Regions from separate parts of the Mus musculus genome. Here regions 2, 3, 4 and 5 are each linked to region 1. A link is a contact called in public HiChIP or PLAC-seq and promoter capture Hi-C data. All regions are on one chromosome and are shown on one strand. The core of a region is the stretch at or near the end of the contact, and the rest is flanking DNA. Distances in the headings are between cores, read along the strand shown.

What was found. Promoter capture Hi-C pulls out the DNA fragments that hold promoters and counts their contacts. HiChIP or PLAC-seq counts read pairs in DNA pulled down with a chosen protein or histone mark. Capture Hi-C pulls out chosen DNA fragments and counts their contacts.
Region 2: a promoter capture Hi-C map of pre-B cells shows a contact between it and region 1, with 2.3 times the contacts expected there. The contact joins the promoter of Camsap1 here to the promoter of Ddx31 in region 1. A contact is called at or near these places in 3 of 39 promoter capture datasets (liver and pre-B cells) and 1 of 9 other capture datasets (liver).
Region 3: a promoter capture Hi-C map of liver shows a contact between it and region 1, with 4 times the contacts expected there. The contact joins the promoter of Fubp3 here to the promoter of Ddx31 in region 1. A contact is called at or near these places in 1 of 39 promoter capture datasets (liver) and 1 of 9 other capture datasets (liver).
Region 4: a promoter capture Hi-C map of liver shows a contact between it and region 1, with 3 times the contacts expected there. The contact joins the promoter of Ubac1 here to the promoter of Ddx31 in region 1. A contact is called at or near these places in 4 of 39 promoter capture datasets (hippocampal neurons, liver and pre-B cells) and 1 of 9 other capture datasets (liver).
Region 5: an H3K4me3 HiChIP or PLAC-seq map of embryonic stem cells shows a contact between it and region 1, with 5 read pairs. The contact joins the promoter of Tor1b here to the promoter of Ddx31 in region 1. A contact is called at or near these places in 2 of 39 promoter capture datasets (liver and pre-B cells) and 1 of 115 datasets of contacts at active chromatin or transcription factors (embryonic stem cells).

What each region holds. Positions count from the first base shown.
Region 1 is chr2:28,839,041-28,841,740 of GRCm38.p6, forward strand. Ddx31 (DEAD/H box helicase 31) reads left to right here and starts at 1,366. Exons shown (of 20, transcript NM_001033294.3): 1 at 1,366-1,820. The coding sequence starts at 1,812. Gtf3c4 (general transcription factor IIIC, polypeptide 4) reads right to left here and starts at 1,320. Exons shown (of 5, transcript NM_172977.3): 1 at 843-1,320. The coding sequence starts at 1,187.
Region 2 is chr2:25,981,987-25,984,745 of GRCm38.p6, forward strand. Camsap1 (calmodulin regulated spectrin-associated protein 1) reads right to left here and starts at 1,296. Exons shown (of 18, transcript NM_001372499.1): 1 at 796-1,296. The coding sequence starts at 952.
Region 3 is chr2:31,571,247-31,573,946 of GRCm38.p6, forward strand. Fubp3 (far upstream element (FUSE) binding protein 3) reads left to right here and starts at 1,405. Exons shown (of 18, transcript NM_001033389.4): 1 at 1,405-1,707. The coding sequence starts at 1,624.
Region 4 is chr2:26,020,372-26,023,071 of GRCm38.p6, forward strand. Ubac1 (ubiquitin associated domain containing 1) reads right to left here and starts at 1,389. Exons shown (of 10, transcript NM_133835.2): 1 at 1,026-1,389. The coding sequence starts at 1,163.
Region 5 is chr2:30,951,737-30,954,436 of GRCm38.p6, forward strand. It overlaps Tor1b (torsin family 1, member B), which reads left to right and starts at 1,265. Exons shown (of 5, transcript NM_133673.3): 1 at 1,265-1,487; 2 at 2,016-2,281. The coding sequence starts at 1,289.

The sequences.
Region 1 (2,700 bases), core at 116-2,615:
TTGAGGGCAGGGGCTGTCTCTACTCTGATTTATCCCAGACTCCATTGGGCACCTACTCACTTGACACACACCCACTTTGACAGATTACCTACTGCATATACATACAGAAGGTATAAATAAAATAAAAGTAAGTTTTTACATTTATAGACTATGAAAAGGAACATCGCTCACTAAAGTAAACCATGTTTGAAAATGGTTACATTAATACAACAAAAATTAGAAACTCTACAGTTCAGGAGCAAACTTGGGTTATATGAAGTTGAAGGCAGTAAATTTATAGAGTTACAGAGACCTTGGACTTGGAAGTCTAAGCACCTGATGCTCTCCGAGGTTTTATTTTTCATCACACTTCCAGATTTAAGAGCTGTCTACCCAAGGAGACACAAGGACCGTTCACAATGAAACCGTCAAACAGGTAACGAAATAGATCAGTTTTTCTTCTCAAAGCAAAAGTGGCGCGAGAGGAGGGCGCTTGCATTACAGAATGAAAACACAAAGCCAGCCCAGGGCCTGGGGAGTTGGCCCCAGACAATAGGAGCAACGGTAGACAGGTCAGGGGTTGGGTCAGCTGCGGGGTGGAGTCACAAGAGTTCCAGAAATCCCGGGGCTAACGGCTCTAACTGTTCCATCCACCAGTAATGAAGGAATGGATAGCGGATCCTGGCTGGGGGGGCGGGGGTGTCTAGGAACAGTGAAGACGCTTGCACGACTTTTTAAAAGCTGCGGCGAGGCTAGCCCCTTCATTAAGAGTTGGATGCACATGGAATCCTAGAGCCGGGTGCAGGCCAGCTTCCCTTGGGATCCGTGGCGCGTCCGCGGGAGAAGCGGTGGAGGCGACTTACCTTGAGGAGGCAGCTGTTGAGAGGTGCGGGTACCGAGGTGCGGTGGATCACCAGATCCTGGCCTGGGTTGTGCACATCGCAGATAAGCTCCAGCACGGCGACGCTGCGAGCCGTGGACACAGACACGCGGTGGTCCTCAGACCAGGAGAGCGGCTCTAACCCGCTCACCGCGTATTGCAGCTTCACGGCAGGCTCCCGCCGAGTCACCATGAGGCGAAACGAGGCGCTGGGCCCGGGGGCCGCGTCGGCAGCCGCCTCCTTCCCGCCCCCTTCGTCCTTCTCCTCTGCGGGCGGCGAGGGCTCGTCGGCCTTGGGCCCCACCAGGGCCTGGTCCGCCTCGCTCATCTTACTAGGAGCGAGGAGGTCGGGTTACCGGCACACTGAACGCTCGCCACCTTGCCCCGGCCTCTCCCAGCGCCCTCCGCGCCCGTTCACTCCCCGCAGGCCCCGAGCGCCACCGAGCCAGAAAGGACCCCGTCGTTGCTAGGCAACGCCACCCTGCTAGATGGCCGTGGAGCTGCCTGTCTGGAAAGTGCGCTCCGGTAGGGCTGACCCGAGGCGCGCCTGCAGACACGCGGAGAAGGTGGGCGCTTCAGAGAGTCCCTTTCCTAGACACTGGGTGCTAGGTCCGACTAAGAGCCCACGGGAGAGTGAGCCTCCGTGGGTGACTGAAAAGCTGAGAAGACCAGCGTGGTGGCTAAAGGAGACCCTGCTGGGTGGGCGGCGCTCGGCCTCTTCCGGTTTCGGAGGCGTGTGAGGCCTCTTGTCTCCCGCCGGTGCGTGCCGTCCCGGCTCCCGGACCCGGAAGGGGCGGCGGCGGACCGGCGATAGTTGCGAAGATCCTCCCTCTCCACGTGCTACCTGGGCTCCCTGCTGGTTCCGCGGCTCCGCACTTGGGCTTTGGCTACTGTCTGCAGCACTTTGCCTGACCGGCCTTCCAGGACGTGCTTCGGACGCACTCAGGTCCAGATGAAGCGGGTGAGTGCAACCCCAGCCCGGGAGGTGCCACAGTGATCAGGTCCGGTCGAGTTCTTTAAGATGTCCAGAGGGGCTGCCGGGCTGCTCTCGGAAACACGTGAACGAGCGGGGAACCCCGCCTTGGGAGCAAGAGACCGGCGGGCTCCTGAGATTGTCTGAGAACTTAGGTTAGAATTGCAGGCTGTAGTAACTAGTCAAGTTCTTGAGACTAGCTGGGGGGAGGGGGGGACGGGACGGGGGACTAGTCAGCATAAGGATTGGAGGCTGGGTGTATCCAAGCTGGAAAATAATGCCTGAGACATGAGGTCTTAACTGTCGGGAGCCAGGTCTTCTGCTGGCAGGAAGGGTCACTTCTGTTAGGAATGGAGACTGGACTCGGTTCTTTGAGCTTTTAAACGGGACGTTTTCATCCACGTATCCGTTCCCTCGAGAGGAGAAAAGTGACTCTTACAGCAAAAAGATGGTTTTAGGGTTGCTGGTTTATCTTCTTGAAAGTGGGAAGATGTGATAGGAGGCTTCATCCCCCTCACCCAAAAGATAATAATGAAATACAAATTGCCCAGCCAGTTTCAGGTCAACCAATGCTTTTAAACTCCTTTGACTAACACACCCACTGCCTAGTTGCACCTTGGTAGAAGGAAGGAGGGACCTTATTAAGCTTAGAAGGTGATGAGTAAGGACTCTTCAGCAAGCCATTGGTATAGTTGAAACTATGTGGGAGGAGAAATACAGACAACCCTCCGGATAGTGGAGGAGAGGGCATAGGATTTACTGTAGGGTAGACCTGGGCTGGTATAGATGTCAGCTTTGGAATACAGTAGTCTATGTGACTTGGGGGGAGTTAGTCTCTCCTATCCATAAATAGGAACACGAATTTGTT
Region 2 (2,759 bases), core at 46-2,545, 2.9 Mb before region 1:
TCATAATATATAAACCAGATTGGCTGGAACTCTAGTTTGAGACTAAGTCTCAAACTATCCAGCCTTCTAGTCACCCTGATGCAGTAAGGAACAGCTAAGCAGTGGTTATTTAGGTAAGAGTCTTTCTTGGACTTAGAGGACCAGTCCAATTGCCAGAGAATAACACTGCACATGATAGGCACCCTCCACCCACCGAGACTCAGAGAGCATGGATGACACGCGAACACAGTCCCATGCCTGGACCGACCCTGGGCTACCTCAGCGCTCGCTCACCTGGGCCGCCGCCAGAACAGCAAGACTTGAACTGACACCACGCGAAGGCGCGCCTTGGCCCTGTCACCGGCCTCATTCTCAATCTTGGCTCTGTCTCCATTCCTTGTCCCTAGACCTTACAACCTCCTCCCGTGCGTCTCATCCCCCCAAGACCCGTCAGATCCCCTCTGGTCCCAACCTGCCCCGTCTGTCCAACGTCCGAAACTCTCTGCTCTCATCCCCCAGCATGTCAGTCCCTTTTCTGACCCCTCTGGTCTCATACCTGGTCGTTTCCGTCGGTCTCCCTCTGGTCCCATTCTGCGGCCGTCGCGTTCCCCTCTGGTCCCATCCCCCGTCGTAGTCCGACCCCAGTTCTGGTCCCATACCCCGGCTCCTATACCCGTCCGACACCTCCCGGTCGCATCCGAAACCAGTGCGTTCCCCGTCGGCTCCCCTCTAGTACCATCCTGGAACCGGATTCATTCCCCGTCCGTCTCCCTGTAATCCCATCCCCCGACCCCGGACCCCGCCGCGCCCGCCCACCTAGGCCATAGGCCTTCGCACAGATCCACTGCAGGTTGGCGGCGATCTTGGCCCGCGCCGCGTCGTAGCGGTCCAGCGGCACCAGGTCGGCGCCCTCCGGGGGCGCCTCCATCCTCCTCCAGCCTTCGGCGGCACAGCGACCGCCCGCGTCCACCATCTGCAGACAAAGGCCGCGGCAGCCCGGCCGCAACAAAGACGCCGCCGCCCTCCCGCGCCGCCCGCCCGGGCGCACGGCCCTTACTTCACGGCCGCCGCCGCCACCCAGGCTGCTGCATGCTGCGGGCGCCGAGCCGAGGCCGAGAAGGCGCCGAGCGGGCCGGGCAGGCGGCGGCGGGCAAGCGCCGGCCGAGGAAGGCGCGGGGCAGGCGCGGGGCAAGCGCGGTGCGAGCACGGGCCGGGGGCGGTGGCGGAGGCGCGTGCGCGGCCCAGGAGAAGCGGCAGCTGAGGCGGCGGCCAACGGGTGGGAGCTAACGCGCCGCCGCCGCGTCACGCAGGCGCACTTACCGCCCCCCGCAGCCCCACCTTTCTCCGCAAGCGCAGTAGGCACCGCCCGTAACACCGCCCGCTCGCCCCGCCCTCCTCCTGAAGGCTCCGTACCTGTCCCCTTCTTCAGATGCTCTGGGTACACCCTCAGCCCCGCCCCCAGCCCTGGTCCTGCAGAGTAGGCACGCCCCTCTAACCTAGCCCAGTCCGTGTCCTTAGTAGCTATGGACACACCCTCGGCCCCGCCTCTACTTCGTCCTCAAGGCTGCATACACGCTAGTCCATCCGGCCCCTCCCCGCCCACCCCCCGGCACAGTGGACACGCCCCTGTCCGGATCCCGCGCAGGCGCAGTATTCTCTTCTGAGGGCTAGCCTGTTTCCTAGCAACTTGAGAGACTAATCTCTGGCCTTGATTGAGCCTCAGTCCTGTGTGCAGAGACGTTCGCCTCTACCTCTGGCAAGGCCAGCTCTCTGAGAACTGAGCGCCCTTAGAGTCTGCACCGGTGCTGCATCTGTGGACTGAGATGCCAAGACGTCTCCGCCCGGACTGGCAGAAAGTGGGCGTCGCAGAGTGTGTGCGGCTCGAGAACTGCGCCTGAGATTAGCCCAGAGAAACAATCCCCGCAGCTCTCGGGAGTCCGGAGCAACCGCGAGCTCCGCCTCCTCCTCCTCCTCGGTGGGCACTATCAGATCTCTCAACCAGTTTTGGCATCTAAGGGAAATGGATGCCAGCCTAGGACCATCGTCGCGTGTGACCTGCATTTTAGTGCTTGAAAGGAGCAATAGTATATTTTTGAAAACTGGGTGCGGAAGGAGAAAGATGTCACTGAAGAGCGGACTGTGTGCGCACCAGCCCCTGGGAAGGCTCAGGAACCCTCCGGCCCGGGCGTGGGTGACCTTACTAACCATCATCTGCAAACTTCAAGGTGTTTAACTTCTGTCATTGCCAGAGCCGCCCTATGTATGAAGAAGGCAGTGTGTAGAGTGGATGTTGTACAGGTAGCTGTCCCTCAAGTCCAAGTGCATGTATGATGTAGTCAGAAAGAGCCGCGGATGAGCCTGGGCATGGTATCCCATGATTGTAATCCCTGCAGTGGGGAGACTGGAGGCAGGAGGATCTAGATGAAATTCAAGGCCGGCTTCAGCTACTGGAGATGAGACCCTGTCTCAAAAAACAAAACAAACAAAAAATGGATAGTGGCCTCATGTGGCAAGTATCTTGAACCCAGCACTTGGGAGGCAGAGGCAAGTGCATCTCAGTGACTTCAGAGCCACCCTGTTTCTAATCGAGTTCCAGGTCAGCCAAAACCACATAGTGAGACCCTGTTTAAAATAAAATGAAATAAAAATTGGTTAGGGCTGGGTACCCATGGAGAGACCGAAGAGAATGACATTTGGGCAGAAAGGAGTAAAAAGTGAGCCTAGTGTCTGTCCGAGGAGCAGTAGACTGGGCTGCTATGGTAGGCTGATCTAAACCCCGG
Region 3 (2,700 bases), core at 155-2,654, 2.7 Mb after region 1:
TAAGATGCTTCCCCTGTCCTCATTGGACAAAATTCTTTACGTATTCATTGAACAGATACCAAGCGCCAACCAAATCAACAGGGGGTTTGTAATAAGTGTTAGATAAAGAGACCCTGGATAGAAGAACATCCCATTTCTACTCATCAGGGCCAGCCAGTTGGGAGTATGGAAGAGTGGACAGTGTTTCCTCAGAGGTTGGTAGGACAAACGTCAAGTAGGGCCAAGTCTGTCCTGAAGATTGAAACTCTGTGTTTGCTAAACTCAAGCATAGATGAAGTGAAAACTCTCCACCATCCAGAGTGCCAGCTTGGTCTCCCCTACGGGTTTGGAAATGATCTGTCTAAAGTGATCAACCTGTGCAGTTTGGCCAGCTTCTTTGATTTTGCCATAATCTAGGAATCATTCAGAGTCAGCGATATTCAACTTAGAATTAGTTTCCTAAGCATCTGCTATGTGCCAAACTCTAGGAATCCAAGAAAAAAAAAAAACGAGAGCCTCAGGGTTGATGAGGTGGCTCCGCGGTGTGGGTGTTTGCTGCCAGACCTGATAACCTGTTTGATTCCCGGGACCCATATGGTGGAAGTATATAACCAACTCTAGGGAGTTGTCCTCTGACTTTCACATGTATGTGGTGACACATTCTACACGCACACACTGAAACGAAGAATGGAAGGAAAGAATAGTAAATTGAGTTTCAAGTAGCTAGCTGCGGGTGACCTAGAACATGACCTTGAACTCCTGAACTTCCGTACAAACCCACTGCCCATACATATTGGCACAGTGGGGTGTAACTTTTTGTTCTGACGGAGGCAGGGGGTTCTGAAGTGAGACTCCCCCCTTTTCCTTCCCCTCAAGCATTCAAACATTCCTAAAGATCTCTTGCCTCAGCAGGCCCGGAAGCAATGATGGTCCCACGGTATTTCCTGTTACCCGGGTGAAAGAATGTGAAAGAGGACACCAGGCTTCTTTTGAGCAGTGTCATCAAACCGATCCTTGGCAAACTGATGGCCCATTCTGGAGCCTGGGACTCCCTGCAGCAAAGGCGGAGCCCTGCCGTACTAAGGGTCCTAGTACCAAGTAAGGTGCTCAATCTCAGTCAATGCAGCACACCACGACCCCACTTCGAGAGGGAGGGGGCTGCCAGTGCACCTCGACGGCTTGGGTAAGGTGTTGGAAGAGCCAAGTCCAAGTTTCTCCTCCGTCAGGTGGCAAAACCACACAGCGGGGGACTATAAGGCCGCACCTGCGCCGCGGTGGCGGTCCCACGCTTGCTAAAGGCCTGGGGCCCACGCCTTTGGAGGGCGGGGTCGCAACCTGGTCTTTTTGACGGACATCTGCCTGTGCCCAGGGCAGGCCCCCCTCGCGCCACGGCCACGCCCCCACTTCCGGCCGGACAGCGGTCACGTGCTTTGAGACCCCGCCTCACAGACGCTGCTTTCCCCCAACCTATCTCTCTCTCTCTCTCTCTCTCTCTCTCTGTCTCCCTCTGAGCTAGCAGTGCCTTCCCTTCGCTTCCCTTCCGCCGGAAGTGGGGCGACTTTCCCTTTCCGGCTACGGGTCCCGGAGCGGAGTGGGAGGCCGGACCGGGGGAGCCGAGCGACGGCGGTGGCGGTGGGCTTGGCTATGGCGGAGCTGGTGCAGGGGCAGAGCGCTCCGGTGGGCATGAAGGCTGAGGGCTTTGTGGATGCCCTGCACCGGGTCCGGCAGGTACGGGCGCGGGAGGCCGGGGGCGGGAGGCCGCTGCGCCGACGCCTCCGGTGGGCGCCTAGGGCCGCGAGTCGCGGGAGGCCCGGGCGGTTCCCTCGGGAGCTCCGGGGCCAGAGGAAGCTTTTGCCAAGCGCTCCTGGCGCCCGCGCGCCCGACTGCACCCAGCGGCCTGCTCTCCATGATTCAGATCCCAGCAGGTCCTGGTTGTAGACCCCAGGCATCCATCTCACGCCCTGGACGTGGCTTCTGCAGCTTTGGGAAACCTCGCCTTCCACTTAATGCATTTCAAGCATATTGGAAGAAATTCGAGGATATTTTATATTTGAAATTCTCTATTTTGCAGAGAGAAGGGGAGGTGTTAAGTGGGTGGTCCTCGAGAGTTCCTTCTGGCGATTAGTCTTAACTCTACTGGGAAGAGTGTGGGATGGACTCGTTCGGACCGTGAAACTACCATCTGGCAATATTGTGCGTTTTGTCAGTGAAACTGGCTTTTTAGAGGACTTAGGCTTCTCTGAATGAATATGGGACCTCTCTGGCTCCTGGCATGGTGCCTAGTACAAAATTGTCCTTGTATTTTGCCTGAAACTTAGTGACAAGTTACCCCGACGCTCAAACTTTCCTCTATCCAGTGATGTTTATCTTCTCTGACTTTGTCAACTCTCTGGTTCTTTGAAAGTCGGGCTGTGTAACTAATGACGGTTTGGTTCCTAGTAGAATACCTGCCACAGGACTCATTGTTGGGAGAGTTTGACCGGTCACGTGAAAATGGGGTCTTTTCATCACTTTCCAGTAGTCCTTCGAGGAAACCCTACCTGTCTCCCCTATACTTTGCATATTAATACTGATGGTTCTGTAGACATTGTTTTATAACCTACCACAAATGTTGGACTCACCCAAAAGTTTCTCTGGTGGGTTGTTACTGCCTAGTTGGAGCAGTGAGTATCCAATAGTGTGATGATACTTCAGTTACTCCATGATTGTAATGGATGACCT
Region 4 (2,700 bases), core at 139-2,638, 2.8 Mb before region 1:
GAGGGGCTTGAAACAGATCTCTTGGAGCCTGCCTGACATTACACACTGACTACACAAAGGCACACAGATGATAAACTACCCTTTGCAAGCAGCTGCTATAGTAACTTGAAGACTGCCTTTAGAGGAAACACAATGCTGAACTTTAACACAACCTACTGCTGTAGATCCCTAACTTTCCGAAGAGTCCCCTCTAAAAAGCTATCTGGCACTAATCTTGTCTGGCATGGTGCTTCCATAGGCTACCAGTGTCTAACAGACATCTGTTTCATCTTCAACTGGGAGCAGTTAGAGCCAGGAAGGCTTCAAGAACTAATTCCAAGACTTAACTAAAACTAAAAGGCTAACTATAGTACAACGTTCACTGAATGTAAGTAAACTTAACAAATGCCACTTGCTGGCAGGAGACAGTCATCCTGGACCTTCCCACTCAATCAACTGTTGCCCCAATAGAAAGTAGAAGCCAAGGAACTTGTCCCACAGTGACACTATTTTAAGTGACTACTGCTAAGTGTCAAGTCCCGGCCATGGGCTCCTAGCAGCTGGCTCCTCAGGCAAGGAGCCAGTCCTCTTATAATGGGATCTAGTTACTTCCAGCTTCTGGAGGAAACTAAAAGCTCATCCCAACAGCAGGCAAGCCCCAAGGCTAGAAAACCATGATCCCTTGCCTTTGCCTCTCCCAGTCTCTGTTCACTCTCGCCTTCACCTCCCTAGCACGTTGCAGAAATTAAATAAAGCTCGCTCAACAGCGGGGGCCAGATGCTCTTCTCTGAGCACTAGGTTTGTGATTGGAGGAGCGGAAGGCGCTGCCCAGGCCCGGAGGAGCGAAGGCTGGGAGCAGCGGGCTGCACGGCAGGGACTGGGGACCGGTCCAGGAAGAAGCGAAAATCTGGCGTCTAGGTAGAGATAGGAGTGTCGGGGCAACCAGAAGGCTGGGGACTGGGGCGGAGTCTGGGACATAAGTCTAGGTTTCTGGTTTTCAGAACGGAGGCAGAGGTGGAACTGGGTCGTAAGGAGCTCGGCCTTACATGTTTGAGGCAACTCTCCTTGAGCTTCTCCACCGATGTGTCCTCGGTCGCCTCCTCCAGCCACTCGGCGCCGTCGGCTGCGCAGATGTGCAGCCGAAGCACCTTGCCCGCGAAGATCTTCTCCTCCTGCACGAACATCGCGCCGCCGCCCGGGCCTGCACCCGCCGCCCGAACCAGTGAAGGTCACTGAGGCTGGCGGGAGGACCAGGGGCGGGGCCGGGCCGCCGTGCGCTCCTTCGCTGGCCGCCGCCGCCCCGCCCCGGCTCCTGTCAGCTCCGCCGCCCGTCACTGAAGGGGCAGGAGCTGTACCCTTGCTGCCACTGCCCGTGTCGCCGTAGCCGCCCGGAGCGCGCGGTCGCAGCCGCGCCGGAAGTGCGTAATGAGCGCCCGTGGGTATGCCGGGAAATGTGGTTTTTTTTTGGCAGGCATTCTGCTGTTGCCCACCCCACCCCCCGCACCCCCCGCCCGCACCGCGCCGGAAATAGGTAAAGTGCACCAAGGCACGCCGGGAGTTGTCGTTCCCAGGCAGGCTCACGGCCCCCTTACCAAAAATTAATGTGTGAGGTGGGTCAGATGCATACCGGGAGTTGTAGTTCTCCATATACCTCATTCCTTCAGCACCTCCCAGCCTTGTTACCTGATTTGCTGGTCTGTTGGAATTGAAAAGGGCTCCGGAGTCAAGTACACAAGATAATACGTCTGGGTCAGGGCACTAGAAATGTGTCACAGTTGTAAGTGCTTGTATGCCATGCACAAAGCCCTGGGTTTGCTCCTCGGCGCAGCATACGCCTGGCACAGGTTTATAATCCTGAACGTTTAGGCAGAACCAGAAGGTCAAACAGGTCATCCTTGACTACATAATGAGTTCAGAACCACTCTGGAATACAAGCCTGCATAAAACACATACAAATGCGCGTGCGTACACACACACACACACACACACACACACACACACACACACACACACACGCATGCGCGCACACACTCACACATACGGGATGGGGGGCCCTGGCTCGGTGGTTAGGATTACTTTCTACTCTTGCTGAGGATCCTGTGTTTCTCAGAACCCACAATGGTGCTTCAGAATTATCTTGAAGATCAGACACACTGTTGATACATATATGTAAGCACAATACTTACAAAATAAATCTTTTTAAGCTAAAAAAAAACAAATAAAAAATAAATAATATCATAATTATTAGTGATCCAGGAATGGTGGTGTGGAGGTAGGAGGAACAGTTCAAGTTCATAGTCATCTTTGACAAGATCCATGAGCTCTTGCCACAGATCTGTGTCTTGGCAGATGGTACAGAACTAAGCAATAAGGGTTGTGAGGAGTGGGTCTGAGGCCCCTCCAGCTGGTCTTCAAGTTCCCCAGGCCTCTCCCCAACAAACCCCTTGCTCTTTGTCCAAAGCCTAGGCTACTAAGCCCCAGTCTTCAGAGGCCTAATGTCCTCTTTCTCTTGGAAGCCTGTCATGGTGCCACCTAGGGCATAATAAGAATGTTTGCAAGTATTTCCACATAGCCCATTCAGCATCCTACCACTGGATATACTGAAAGAAGTACCCAGAGGGACACGGGACAAGTCCCTTCCATATGCTTGATCTGGCTCTCCAGGATTCCCAAGAGTGAAGTGAGCAGAAGGAATTGTGGAGACAGTGATCTTTGCAATGT
Region 5 (2,700 bases), core at 15-2,514, 2.1 Mb after region 1:
TTCTGAGTTCGAGGCCAGCCTGGTCTACAGAGTGAGTTCAAGGACAGCCAGGGCTCCGCAGAGAAACCCTGTCCCAAAAACAAAACAAAACAAAACACCCAAACAAACAAACAAACAAAAAGGAAAAAAGCCTGTGGCTTCAAATTCTATATCAAGTTGATATAATGAAGGCGTGTGGAGGAGTAATCACACATTTCAGACGGGCTGTTTACAAACTCTACTCTTTACATAAACCACACCACTGCTTGTTTTCTGCATGACCAACTTCGTCGGTTTTTGATTAATACCTCTAATCTTCAGCATAGGCAAAGGCTTTCCCTGCCCCACAGTACCTGGACTTTGATGACTCAGTAGTCCTTGTCCCCTTGCTTGCCTCCCCTACAGCCTGTGTGTCCTGAAAGGCAGGACCAACTCTACTCCATGGATGAATTCCCAGCGGGCAACCTGGGGCCCACTGTGTGGTATGCGCATAGACAAATGTCTGTCTCCCTTGTGAATCCCCCACAGGTGTCCCTATGTGCGTTACATCCCTAGTGCTCAGCCCTGTCTCTCTCACAACAAGCACACATTATTGTTGCTATTATTATTATTATTATTTTATTTATTTATGTATTATCTTATATGTATGTGCACGCCTGAGCTTCTGTACAGCACCGTATACGTGGAGGTGCCCACAAAGCTCGGAGGAAAAGTTCTGGAGGTACAGGCAATCATAAGCCACCAGATGTGGATGCTGGGAGCCCAATCTGGGCTTTTGATTTTTATGTGTGCATAATTTTCCAATAATTTTATTATGTTGTGTGTATGATTGTTTTGCTTGCGTGTATGTCTGTGTCCCGTGTGTGTGTGTGCAGTGCTTACAGAGGCCAAAAGAGAGTGGCAGAACCCCTGGAACTGGTTAGAGACCGTCACAAAACAGGAATGTGGGTGCTTGGAAGTGAACCCAGGTCCTCAGGAAGAGCTAGTCAGTGCCCCTAACAACTGATCCATCTCTGCGTTCTCTCCCTCTCTCCGTCTCCTGTGTGTGTGTGTGTGTGTGTGTGTGTGTGTTTGTATAACAAACCAACCAACAAACAAACAGGACCTCTAAAAGATAGGAATGAAATTCCTTTAATGGTCTCTAGAGGGTTTCCTGACACTCACAACGTTGGTGACAATAATCTCCCCGCCCCTTTCCAACAAGGCGGCTTTCTAGCTAAGCGGAAGTGACAGCGCCGTACCGGAAGTTCAGTCCCTGGGACTGAATCCTGCGCTCGGAGCGCAGCCGCACGGTGCTTCCCTGCGTGCGATGAGACGAATCGGAGCGTTTGGGGGCTCCACGGCCCTGTGGGCGCTGCTGGCCGCCCACGTGGCGGGGGCGTTCGAGCCCGTAAGCGTGGGCATCGCCATCGGGGCCGTGTCGGCGCTCACCGGCTACCTGTCCTATACCGATTTCTACTGCCGCTTCACCGAGTGCTGCCATGAGGAACGGCCCCTCAACACGTCGGGTATGTGCCCGCGGGCCGGTCGGGGCGGGCGGGAGGGCACTGGGAGCTTGGCTCCCGCTCCTGCTGGATGCGGCGCCGCGGGAGACACACACGGCCGGGACCTCGCCACACCTTTGCAGGCCTTGCAATGACCACCTGGAGAACTGAACGCAACGGGGCCAGCTGGTGCGCCCCGCCAGGGGGTGCCAGGCGTGGAGCTCCATCCAGAAAGCCCGCCTGTTGCTCTTGCTGTTTGTTTGTTTTTTTTTCGAGCCATCAGGGGTGGCGGGAAAGCTAGCCCGGAGCACAGCCGCCAAATGGTTCTTCCCTGGATGAAAGAATCTGTGTAGCTTGTTTGACATTTAGATGTTAAGGAGAACTGGCACTTAAGGATCTGACTGTAGGTCCTTATGATTCTGGCTCTGATCTGTGAGATCTCTGCATTTTTCATCCCTTCTGGCCCTGCTGGATCAGTCGCTAACTGTGCCTCTGACTCAGGTACTTTTTTAACCTGTGTTTTTCTCTTTGTTCCGGTGCGGGCCTCCGCAGCCCTCAAGCTGGACTTGGAAGAGAAGCTGTTTGGACAGCACCTTGCCACCGAAGTGATTCTCAAGGCATTGACTGGCTTCAGGAACAACAAAAATTCCAAGAAACCATTGACTCTGTCCTTGCACGGCTGGGCTGGCACGGGCAAGAATTTTATCAGCCAGATTGTGGCTGAAAACCTTTATCCAAAAGGCCTGAAGAGTAACTTTGTCCACCTGTTCGTCTCTACTTTGCACTTCCCTCATGAGCAGAAGATAAAGGTGTACCAGGCAAGAAAACCTACCGATTTTTGATCATATGCCTGGGGTACTTTACTCAGTAGCTCTGGCCTCTGCTTTTCTTTCTCTGCCTTGAAGTGCTCCATCTGGCCTCTGCTTTGCTTTCTGCTATTTATTTGACTGAGTTTTACTGTGTAGGTCTGGCAGGCCTGGAACTCACAGAGATCTACCTACCTCTGCCCTCCAAAGGCTGGGATTAAATGCCTAGCCTCTCTTTATTTATACTTTCTGAGACAGTGCCTCATCGTGTAGTCCAGGCTGGCTTTGGTGTTAGGGATCCAGCTTTCTGAGGGCTGAGATCAACAGGCATCTATCAATTTGCCCAGTTTATGGCATGTGGGAGAGAGGGTGGTTTTAGACAGGGTCTAATGTAGCCCAGGTTGGCTTCAAACTCACTATAAATAGCAGAG